Regions from separate parts of the Gossypium hirsutum genome. Here region 2 is linked to region 1. The links are chromatin contacts, called in public Hi-C maps. All regions are on one chromosome and are shown on one strand. Each heading gives the region's core, a stretch centred on a gene start, on an enhancer-like site or on the middle of the called end of the contact. The rest is flanking DNA. Distances are from core to core; before and after follow the strand shown.

Evidence for each region. Hi-C and Micro-C count contacts between places; a contact is called where the count stands out from the background.
Region 2: a Hi-C map of leaf shows a contact between it and region 1, with 1.7 times the contacts expected there. The contact joins the enhancer-like site here to the promoter of LOC107961637 in region 1. A contact is called at or near these places in 2 of 34 Hi-C or Micro-C datasets (both in leaf).

What each region holds. Positions count from the first base shown.
Region 1 is chrA06:21,539,788-21,545,184 of Gossypium_hirsutum_v2.1, reverse strand. It overlaps LOC107961637 (20 kDa chaperonin, chloroplastic), which reads left to right and starts at 1,537. Exons shown (of 10, transcript XM_041115858.1): 1 at 1,537-1,819; 2 at 2,190-2,445; 3 at 2,528-2,887; 4 at 3,011-3,113; 5 at 3,700-3,784.
Region 2 is chrA06:22,376,161-22,381,186 of Gossypium_hirsutum_v2.1, reverse strand. No RefSeq gene overlaps it. Among protein-coding and RNA genes, the nearest start is that of LOC107962189, 52 kb to the right of the region's middle. Within about 2 kb of position 3,491, at least 4 of the 9 cell types and tissues checked have an H3K27ac peak or open chromatin away from gene starts, as enhancers often do. A contact at or near this core is called in leaf, where this site is marked.

The sequences.
Region 1 (5,397 bases), core at 288-2,787:
TCTAATAAGAGTGTAGTAAGAAAAGAAGTGTAGTTCTATATGAATTTTATTTATTCAAGTCACTTAATTCTAACAGAAACTTAATCAAATTTTTTGACAGTTTTTTATCATAAAAGAACACTTTTTTTCCTGACACGAATTATTAAGACATATCAAGGACCTATTTATTTTGCAGCAAGAATAACAAAAAAGTAGAAACTTTTTTATGTTTTTCATTGGGAAGCCTATGGCTTAAATTCATCTAAGCTGAGCTTCGATATATTTATAAGCGACCCCATCAAATAAAACACTTACCAATTATTGGCATCAAAAGGATCTCATTATTCTGCAATTTTTTCTATATTTAGGCATATGCTAATCCTTTTGTGAGTATAATTCCGATGGCATTTTTAATTACAGGCATGTCAGTATGAATGTGTTCCTATGGACAACCATAGAGTTCAATCGTCTAACAGGAGCCAAAACAAATTAGTAAACTTCATCAATAGTAAAACTCAATTCTTTTTTTCAATCCAAGTTATTCTTCAAAAAGGTATCACAACTTACGGTATTATTAACCTTGCAAACCCAAAGAAAGTAAATACATTCCATTTCCCATTATGTTTCCTCAATCTACTTGACTTAATATACACATAATATGTTTTTATTTATTTTAGGCTTCATTCATTTTAGCTCCTAAAGTATACTTGTTTTCTCGTTTTAATCCTTATTTTTTTCCCTCAATTTTATACCTTAAAAACACTTGAATTTTCAATTTAATACCTAAAATATACCTTCGTGATATTTTTTTAATCCAATTTTTCTCATAGCCAATTAAAAAAATACCACGAGGTGCCTTTATATACAAAAATAACTATTTTCTTTATTAATTGTATATACACATTAAAAATGTAAAAATGGAAATAAATATATAAAAGTTTAGAATATATATATATATAATCTAGAAAAAAACATATGAATTATAAAATTTATAAAAAAATTAAAAATTTGAAAAGAAATCAGTGGAAATTAATAATATTATTGAAAAAATTTAAAGAAAATTTTAAAAAAAAGTTTAAAGTACACTGGTGAATGATGATTCTTTTTGTGACAAATGATGTTCTTTTTTGCGCCACACATCAATATTTTTTGTGAAGTATACTCTTTTTTCGTTATAATTATGGACCGCTTTTTATGCATTTCAGTACCTATGGTTGTGCTTTTAACTTTGAAAACAATTACTAAATATTCATCTATTGTTGATTTAGCATTAGTTTGATTGATATGAATATTAATGTCAATATAGAAAAATATGAGTTTGAGTGCGTTAAAATGCATTATTTTTTTATTTATGGATTTAAGAGGGACTATACTTTTAAAAAAAAATTCAATTGGATTAATGAATTCAAATCTTAAACAAAAAAATATCCCATATGTTGGATTCGGTTAACTCTAGCTAAGTAGGCCTAAGAAAACAAATAACAAAAACTGGCCGCCATCAGATTGGCCCATAAATTCAAAAATAAAAACTGAACTGAAATAATAAACCTATATCTATACTCCAGTCGTCGGGTACAGCTGGCCATCATAATGATACTGCCAATTCATATCCCCGAGACAGCTGTAAAGCGAAGCAGATCTTCTGAAAAAAATCTTTTGCTTATCTACTTTATTTCCAAAACAGAACCATTTGCTTTTCTTCCATTTCAAAAGTCACAAACTCTTCTTTTCCTCTTTCATTCCGATGGTCTTAGTCGTTTCTTCTTCTCTTTTAATTTGAAAGTTCCCGGAAATTTTTCTCTATTTCTCTTCTAATCGATTGTGGAATCCCTCCCTCTAGGTATTGTTCCTTGCCATTCTTGAGTGCTGCTTTTGCTAATAGATGAGCGCATGTATTTTTTGTCCTTGGGATGAAATGGGATCTGATTTCTTGGAAATGTGTCTTTAGACTTTGAATGTCACCGATAATTGCTCCGATATTTGATCTGTCACGATCTGCACTTTGACATTTTGTTATTATCGTTCTCGAGTCTCCTAGTATGTCCAGAGTATGAAAACCCATATGAATCCCTAATTTTTTTGCTTGAAATCCTACATGTGCTTCCACCCAAACGGAGATGCAACGTTGAAATGAAGAGTTGATTTTAATGCTATGATTCTACCCCCTCATCTTTAACAACTAGGTTTGATGTAGATCTAAAATTTTGTAGGTCAAAAGCCGCATCAAAATAGATAGCCACCTTCGCCCTCTACATGTTCTGTATGGGTCTCGTTTTTGCTTCCAAGATAAGTACTTTGTCCTCTATACCATCCAACTCTGAAATGTAACTGGTAACTTGTTTTGAGATATCTTGACTGGTGCTTGATTTGCCTTCATAGATTAACTTGTTTCTATTTGTCCATATTAACCAGAGTCCGCAACAAAAGATTCTACATTGCTCATTCGTCCCTTGATTGAAAACCAAAGTAAGCCAAGTCCAAAAATCTGGATTGCTATTATTAAGAACCCATGAGAAGTTTAAATGTCTCCACACTTCCTTCGTTGTAGGGTACAATCAGAAGACATGGTTACTGTCTCCTTCACCTTGATGGCATCTAATACACTGATCCTCAACCATTACTCTTCTCATCTTCAGATTAGAAAAAAGTGGGGATGTAATTCCACAAAATTTTCCACATTGTAATTTTGAATTTCGAAGGCATGTATAGGTTCCGCAATTTCTTGTAAAAATTTTTAGTATCGGCCTGTATATAATTACTAGGATTCAATGTAGTATCCTGTAATAGTTTATAGGCACTTCTTACTGAGCAGTTTCTAAATGACTCCCCTCTCCACACCTGAAAGTCTTCATGAGTGGACTTTGCTAACAAAATTTGTAGTATTTTCCTAGCAATATCCGTATGAAAGGTATGGACAATCAATTAACTCTTCCAAGTTCTGTTAACTTCGTCGATTAAGTCAGACACTAATCTGATATTTTCATTTCTGCTGTGATTTTGTATTCTGTCTTCTTCTTTACCCAACACCCAGAGATCGGTCCACACTGATATATGGTCTCCTTTACCAACCCTCCAGCATAATCCTTCCTCCAGAAGTCTTTTTGCTGACCAAACACTCCTCCAAGTAAGTTAAGGTAAGTTACCTAAATGAGCATTTAAGAAATTTGTATTCGGGTAATACTTAGCTTTTAAAATACGGGCTAACAAAGAATTTGGATAACTAATAAGACGCCAACCCTACTTAGCTAATAATGCGATATTAAATTTATCAAGACTTCGAAAACCTAGACCACCCACTTCTTTTAGCGAGCAAATATCCTTCCAAGCACACCAATGAATCCCCTTTTTCCCCTATTTGTTTGCCACCTAAATTTTGCAATTATACCCTCTAATTTCGTGCATAAATATTTAGGAAGCAAAACACACACCATTGAACAGGTTGGTATAGACTGTAAATCAGCTTTGATAAAAACCTCCTTACCTCTTTGTAAGAGATATTTGATACTCTAATTATCTATTCGTTGTTGTAGTCTATCTTTCAAATTCTGAAAAGATTCATTCTTTCTTCTACCCACCAAATTAGGTAACCCTAGATATCTTTCCAGATTGTTTGAGCTTCGTACCTTGAGCACTCTAGTAATTGTTCTTCTATTGTCCTCCTGCGTATTATTGCTGAAAAAAATTGTAGATTTTGAATAATTAACTTTTTGGCCCGAGCAGACTTCATATTCATGTAGAATCTGTTTCAAGGAAATTGCGCTCCTTTCGGTAGCTTCCCCAAACAACATACAGTCATCTGCAAAAAGTAAGTGAGAAACTTACGGCCCACTTCTACTTGCCTTAACTCCTCTCACTTTTTTTTCCTGCATTCCTAGCTTCATAAGACTAGAGAGACCTTCTCCATAGAATAAGAATAAGAATAAGAATAAGAACGGGCTCAACCACCCTTGTCTTAATCCTCTAGAAGGGAAAAAGATTTCCTTATTATACTCATTTAAAACCATCGAATAAGATACTGTAGTAACACATTTCATTAGTAAGGCCACCTATTCTAAATCAAATCCCAATTTCTTCATTATTTCTTCCACAAAATTCCATTCAATCCTATCACATGCCTTACTCATATCCTGATTAATTGCCATAAATCATTTTTTCCCCGCCTCTTATGTCTCAAAGTGTGAAGTAGTTCATAAGCAAGCAAAATGTTATCCGAAATCAATCTCCCGGGGACAAAAGCACTTTGTGCTAGATCAATGCATTTGTCTAATACGTTTCAAATGCGATTTGCCATAGCGTTGGCCATCAATTTATAGATGATGTTACACAAGCTGATAGGCCTGAAAGGCGTTATATCCATTGGATTTGAATTCATCGGAATTAACACTATTAGTTTTATTGATTGAGCTGATATCCATACCTCCATTCAGATGAGCGAGGCAAAAAGTAGTAACATTTTCCCCAATAATTGCCCAACACTTTTGATAAAATACCACCGAAAATTCATCCTCTCCTGGTGCTTTTATGGGACCCAATTTTGTCAAAGCCTTTTCAATATCCTTCTTTGTATATCTTGCCTTTAACTTTGAATTATCCTCGTCTGAAATACAAAGAGTAATTCCTGATAAAATATGCTCATAATTTCCTCTTCTTCTAGCAAAAAGTAATTGTTGAAAATATGATTTGGCTATCAACTCCATTTCACGTATTTCATTCGTTTCCCTCTCATCATCATATTGCATCTTAAGAATTAGATTTCTCTGTCGTTTCTATGTTACTTGTTTGTGGAAGAAAGTGCTATTTTTATCCCCAAGTTTTAGCTAGTTAACTCGCGCCCTTTGTTTCCAATAACGCTCATCCTTTTCGATCTTAAAATTGAGTTGAATTCTTGTATCAATAAGATCTGCCAAATTATCCTTATTTCTCTCAGCTTCTAGCAACTGAACCAATTTAGAAGTTAACATCTTTTTCTTCTCTTCTTTGTTATATCAGATCTGACTAGCCAATCGCTTTTTTCGCACTTTCTAGCTTAATAAATCTCTTGTAGAATTTTCCCAGATATTTTTTACCTCAATAAAGAACGACTCCTCCAAAACCCACCATGCTTTAAATTTAAAACTTTTATGAATTCTCTTCCTATCCTTTTTCTTTGTGTTAACTAGTAATGGGTAATGATATGAAAATGTATGTGGAAGATGCTGAAGCTGAAATTCAAAAAATAAATGAAACCATTCTTCAGTCGCCACACCCCTGTCTAATCGTTCTTGAATATTAGTTCCTGGCATATTTCCCCTTTCTTAAGTACATCAGTTTCTAGTAAAACTTATATCCAACAAATTACACTATTCCAATACTTTACGAAAAGCTTCCGTTCTTCCTTCTCATGGTAGACCACCTTTTTTTCGAAGCCATATAAAATTT
Region 2 (5,026 bases), core at 2,242-4,741, 830 kb before region 1:
TAACTATTACCATCAAACTAGCCTATACATGCCATATTTACATAAGTTTATAAGTTCAAAATACCAATCGAAAATTGGATACTGTGATGTACAACTCCGACTTATCCGAAACGAGCGAGCTAACTAACCCTATAAAACATAAAAAACGAAATAGAGTAAGCTTATAGCTTAGTAAGCCCGTATTATTCAGAATTAAACTTACCAATTAAATATAATCAAAGCAATAATAAAATGCCAACAATTCACTTTAACCATCACCTAATCATACATAATCATCACATGTTAGTCATTTAACTAATACATAAACTATTTACTAAAATAATACTTCATATCTTTCCAAACTCATACATCATATATAACTTTAGTAACATTTATAAACCGTAATTTGTCTGTATAACATTATTTAGGCCCGTTGAACCTATTAGAACTCCAAAGGATAATTGAGTGAACAATGTCAATAATCTGTCAATTTATCATCATACATGCTCTTTCGAGTCATAGTCGGTAAGCTCTTACTGAGCTGATAAACAGTAAGCTCTATTGAGCTGAAAACGGTAAGTTCTATTGAGTTGAACAATAAGCTCTTTCGAGATGAATAGGTGAGCTACAACGAGCTGAATAGGTAAGCTATAGTGAGCTGAAACAGTAAGCCCTTACAAGCTATGGTGAGTCCGCAACAATTGCAGGAGCTCGACCATTACGGTAATTCCAGTAACATGTCACTCGTATCCAGTGAATTCAAATAGTTTAAACGGGGCTCGATAACACATACAATATAACAATAAGGCATTTATTTATACTTCAAATATCTCAATTATACACATTCTTTTCAATAATCACAAGTATAGAAAAGTTTAATTCTAATTATATGAACTTACCTCGTATTTGCTAGTATAACCGTTGTCTACTCGTCTATCTTTCGTTTCCCCTGATCTAATTCCGGTATTTTCTTATCTTGATCTTAATCAAAGATTAAAGTTGCCGAAACCATGGAAGCTCAAAAGCCCTTATTTCTTTCTCAACTCTCGGCAAGAAGATGGATAGAAAAACATGATTTTAATTTTTGTTTTATTATTATAAACTTAATACATAAATTACCATTATAACCTCATAATTAAACTTAATATATCATATAATTCATGGATATAAATGTCCACTAACTTAAATTATGGTTAAATGACATTATAAGGACTTCCATATTAATAAATCATAGCTATTTAATACCTTTAAACAATAGAACTCAACTTTTATGCTTTACGCAATTAAGCATTTAAACGGTAAAATTTTTTTAAGAAACCTTCACATAATTAATCTATCATATTGTAGACTTTATTAAAATAATAAAATAAATATTTTGACTTTGGATTTGTGGTCCCGAAACCACTGTTCCAATTTGACCTAAAAACAAGCTATTACAGTCTCAATGGAGACCCATAGGTGGTCTAGGAAGAATAGAAAATCGATGAATATGTTGTCGGCTTTCGAAGGTCAATTGTTATACACCTATAATATGTTGTTATAAAGAGATAATTGTTGTAAATTTATCATAAATTTTCATCAAATAAAGAAAGTCAAAATTATGTTAAAAAAAGAAAGTAAAATCAAATCAACAAAATTAAAAGATGTATAACAAGTGTATATTATTATTTTTATACATATTTTATTTTACAGTGTTTCACATGATTAATTACGAAACTCATAAATCTAATATGTTTGATTAATTATTATGGGTTATTAAATTAATTAATGTATCAGGATTTATTAAATTCAAGTAATCAATTTATAAGTTTATAATGTTCCAAATTTGTAATAGAATATTTGATTAGGGAACTTAATAATTGATTGAATTGATATCTTTAGTTTCACTCATTGAATGTTATTTTCATTTATTAAAATATGATTAAGAGATTTTTCATTTGAAATTTAAATATTTTATTAAAATAATATTTAATTAATTATGATTAATATGTTTGTTTATATGAAATAACTATAATTTTACTTAAAATGTTCGAGAATATGTTATTATAAAGAACTGATTTAATAAATGAAGTACTTCATAACCGTTGTTGCTATTATAAGTGAAAAACTTTTATAGAGGGTTAAAATAAACATAGAAAATTAGTTCTACTAGAAAGTTGTTACAGTGAAATGTTGTTAAAATATGTGACAGTTATGGATAGAATTGATTGTATTATGTCAATTTTAAAAACATCAATGCCATCTTTTCATTAACTATTTAACGATTAATAACTAAAAAAATTAATTAATTAAATAACTATTTTATAATTTTTTCATAAATAATAAAACAAAATTACTTGTGTAACAATATAGTTTAGCCTAAAAAGTATTAGAGAATTTGAGTTGTGTGATCCTTAACCGAAAGAGGCAAGGTGGAGCATGAAACGCGTTGACGAAGTGAGGCAAAGGACAATAAAAGCAGAGATGGTCGATGAGGCGTAGAAGCCCCCACGTCAAGTGGGCGCACAATCCATTGGGCCCACTTTTATTTTATCTGTATTTGATTTGTAGGAGTAGGCCGATCCATCTCCCGTGATGTGAAGTGCCCCCAGTCGGTGCTCCTCGCTTACCCTCATTTCCCTTTGTCTTCCAATGCCCACTTTTAAGTTGCAATTAATTAATTAATCAAAATAAGACATAATTCGTGAAACTTGGTTGAAAATTAGGTTGGGGAAAGTAATTTTGAGGGCCATCCACGGAAGCGTTTTGTTTGAGTTGAGCATCAAAGGCGGTCCCCAAAATTAAACTCCAAACGAAACATAGTTTTCCAAATAAATATTAAGGAGTACAATATACGGATAAAACACATGGCCCCTTCCCTTTCACTCATTATTAACAATCATTTACGTACAATGTCAACCATTTTTGTTTTATAACAATCTAAGTTGGAAACAATACACGACTTGGATTATTACATTTTAAGTTTTTTTTTTATTCGACAATCAATAATTATATCAATTTTCAGTTGAAATACTTTAACTTAAAACCTTATTTATAGAACATCAAATTTTTACCTAATTAACAAAATTTTAACTTTGACAGTAATTGGGATCATGTCTACATTCAAATTGCCTCTCTTTAGGGAATTAATATAAGTAAGAATGGTTTTTTTATATAAATTGTAGAACGTAATTATTTAATTAATGGCATGTTGCGGTCATGTCAGATTCCGAATCCGACAAGTACATTATTTGATAAATGAACGAGGCATATTTATTTATAAACACTATATTATAGGAGTTCATTAGTACAAAAAAGAATAATATTATAGGAGGTCATTGTGAATCGTGGCTCCCCCACGTGAACCGGAATAATATATAATATCCAAAACATACGTACACAATTAGATTCCAGCAGTGCAACGCAGATGCAGTCTACAAAATTAAAAGATACATAGATGAGAGAACCAAGTGGGGTGAGCTGCACCTGTCCTAACCTACTATTTACTATTACTATTCTTTGTCGGTGTGACGTGACAATGAAACTTAGAATTCAGTTCCTGGGAGGTCCCACCCTAACTTTGCCCTCAAATCCGAATGGACAAAACCGCCATCTCAAGTTGTAAAAACCAACCGTGGTTCTTCTCTAAAAGGGAGAATTGGAGAAGCTGGGGTGGCTGCAATTGCCAGGAACAGCAATGGAGATATTACAGATAGAACCAGCGCGTTGATGCATGTGTCTACGGCATTAGCGGCTGAAGCCCAAGCTATAAGGCTGGGTTCCACACTTGCGTCTGATAACAACTGGCAGTCTGTGGAATTTGAACCCGACAATCTTGCACTCATTCAATGCTTAAAAAAAAGAACCAGTGCCCTTGGGAGATTTTTGAAATTGTTGTAGATATTCTATCGATAGTTTCTAGACTTAATGATGTATCGTTTAAGTTTATCAAAAGGAACTGTAATGGAGCTGTTGACTGGATCGCAGGAAAAACTAGGATTCATTCTTGTCCATCAAACTGGGCTCAAGTTCCACCTGTGGAACTAGTAACACTCTATTAATCTGGTTCCTACTGAATGAAAGATTTGTTGAAAAAAAAATAAACACTTAGAATTCGGCCTTTGATTGTTTATTTTAGTTAATATTTTGATTACTCATCCATTAAATCATTAGTAAATTGTTGGTATGAATTTTTTTATCAGTCTAATAATAAAATTATCTTTTCAATGTTTATAGATTTTATCAATTCAGTATTAATTTTAAAAAATTTAATAAATTTAACCATCAACTTTAAAATTTTGTCAATTTAATTTTGATTCTTAAAAATTCAAAATTAAAATTAAGAAACTTTAAAATTAAAAATGATTTAAATGTTTATTTCCAGCTAAAAAACACATACACAATTATAAAAATACATGTAAAATTATAATAAATGAATAACCATTTTCTCTTTTTCTAACATGAAATTTGATTGTATAAAATAATTTTCTTAAAAATCTCAGAAACAGTACTTAAACTAAATTCAAATGTTTAAATTTTTTTATTCTATAAATAATAATTTGTTTATTATACGCTGCCTTATTCCTTAACTTTTGCCAAATTTGTCAAGTGTTGGAGTTGTGTTCGCCCACAATTACTGGCACTAATAATTTTTATTCTAAACTCCTTGATTTTCACATCCTTTATTATTGTGCCATCATACCAAGAATCAGTTGTGGAGCTCTATGCATGGCCTTCTACCAATTGGGTATTCAAGACCTTATCCTCGCATATATATTCTCAATCATCTATGCCTTCAAACACAACTTCAAACATAACAAACACGTTCCGGCAACAACTTAAAGATATTAAATCTTACCTTTTTCAACCTTAGGCTATAGTTTTTGACCCAACCTAAACATTGTTGTCGTTAATGTTAAAAAAATGAATCTGTTTTAGTCTTATTCATGATTCCCCTAAATTGCTTTATTTATAGAATTATTATTTTAATAAATAAATGTAAATTTTATTTATTTATTTACAAATATTTTTATAATTTATATGTATTATTATAAATTTTTATATATTT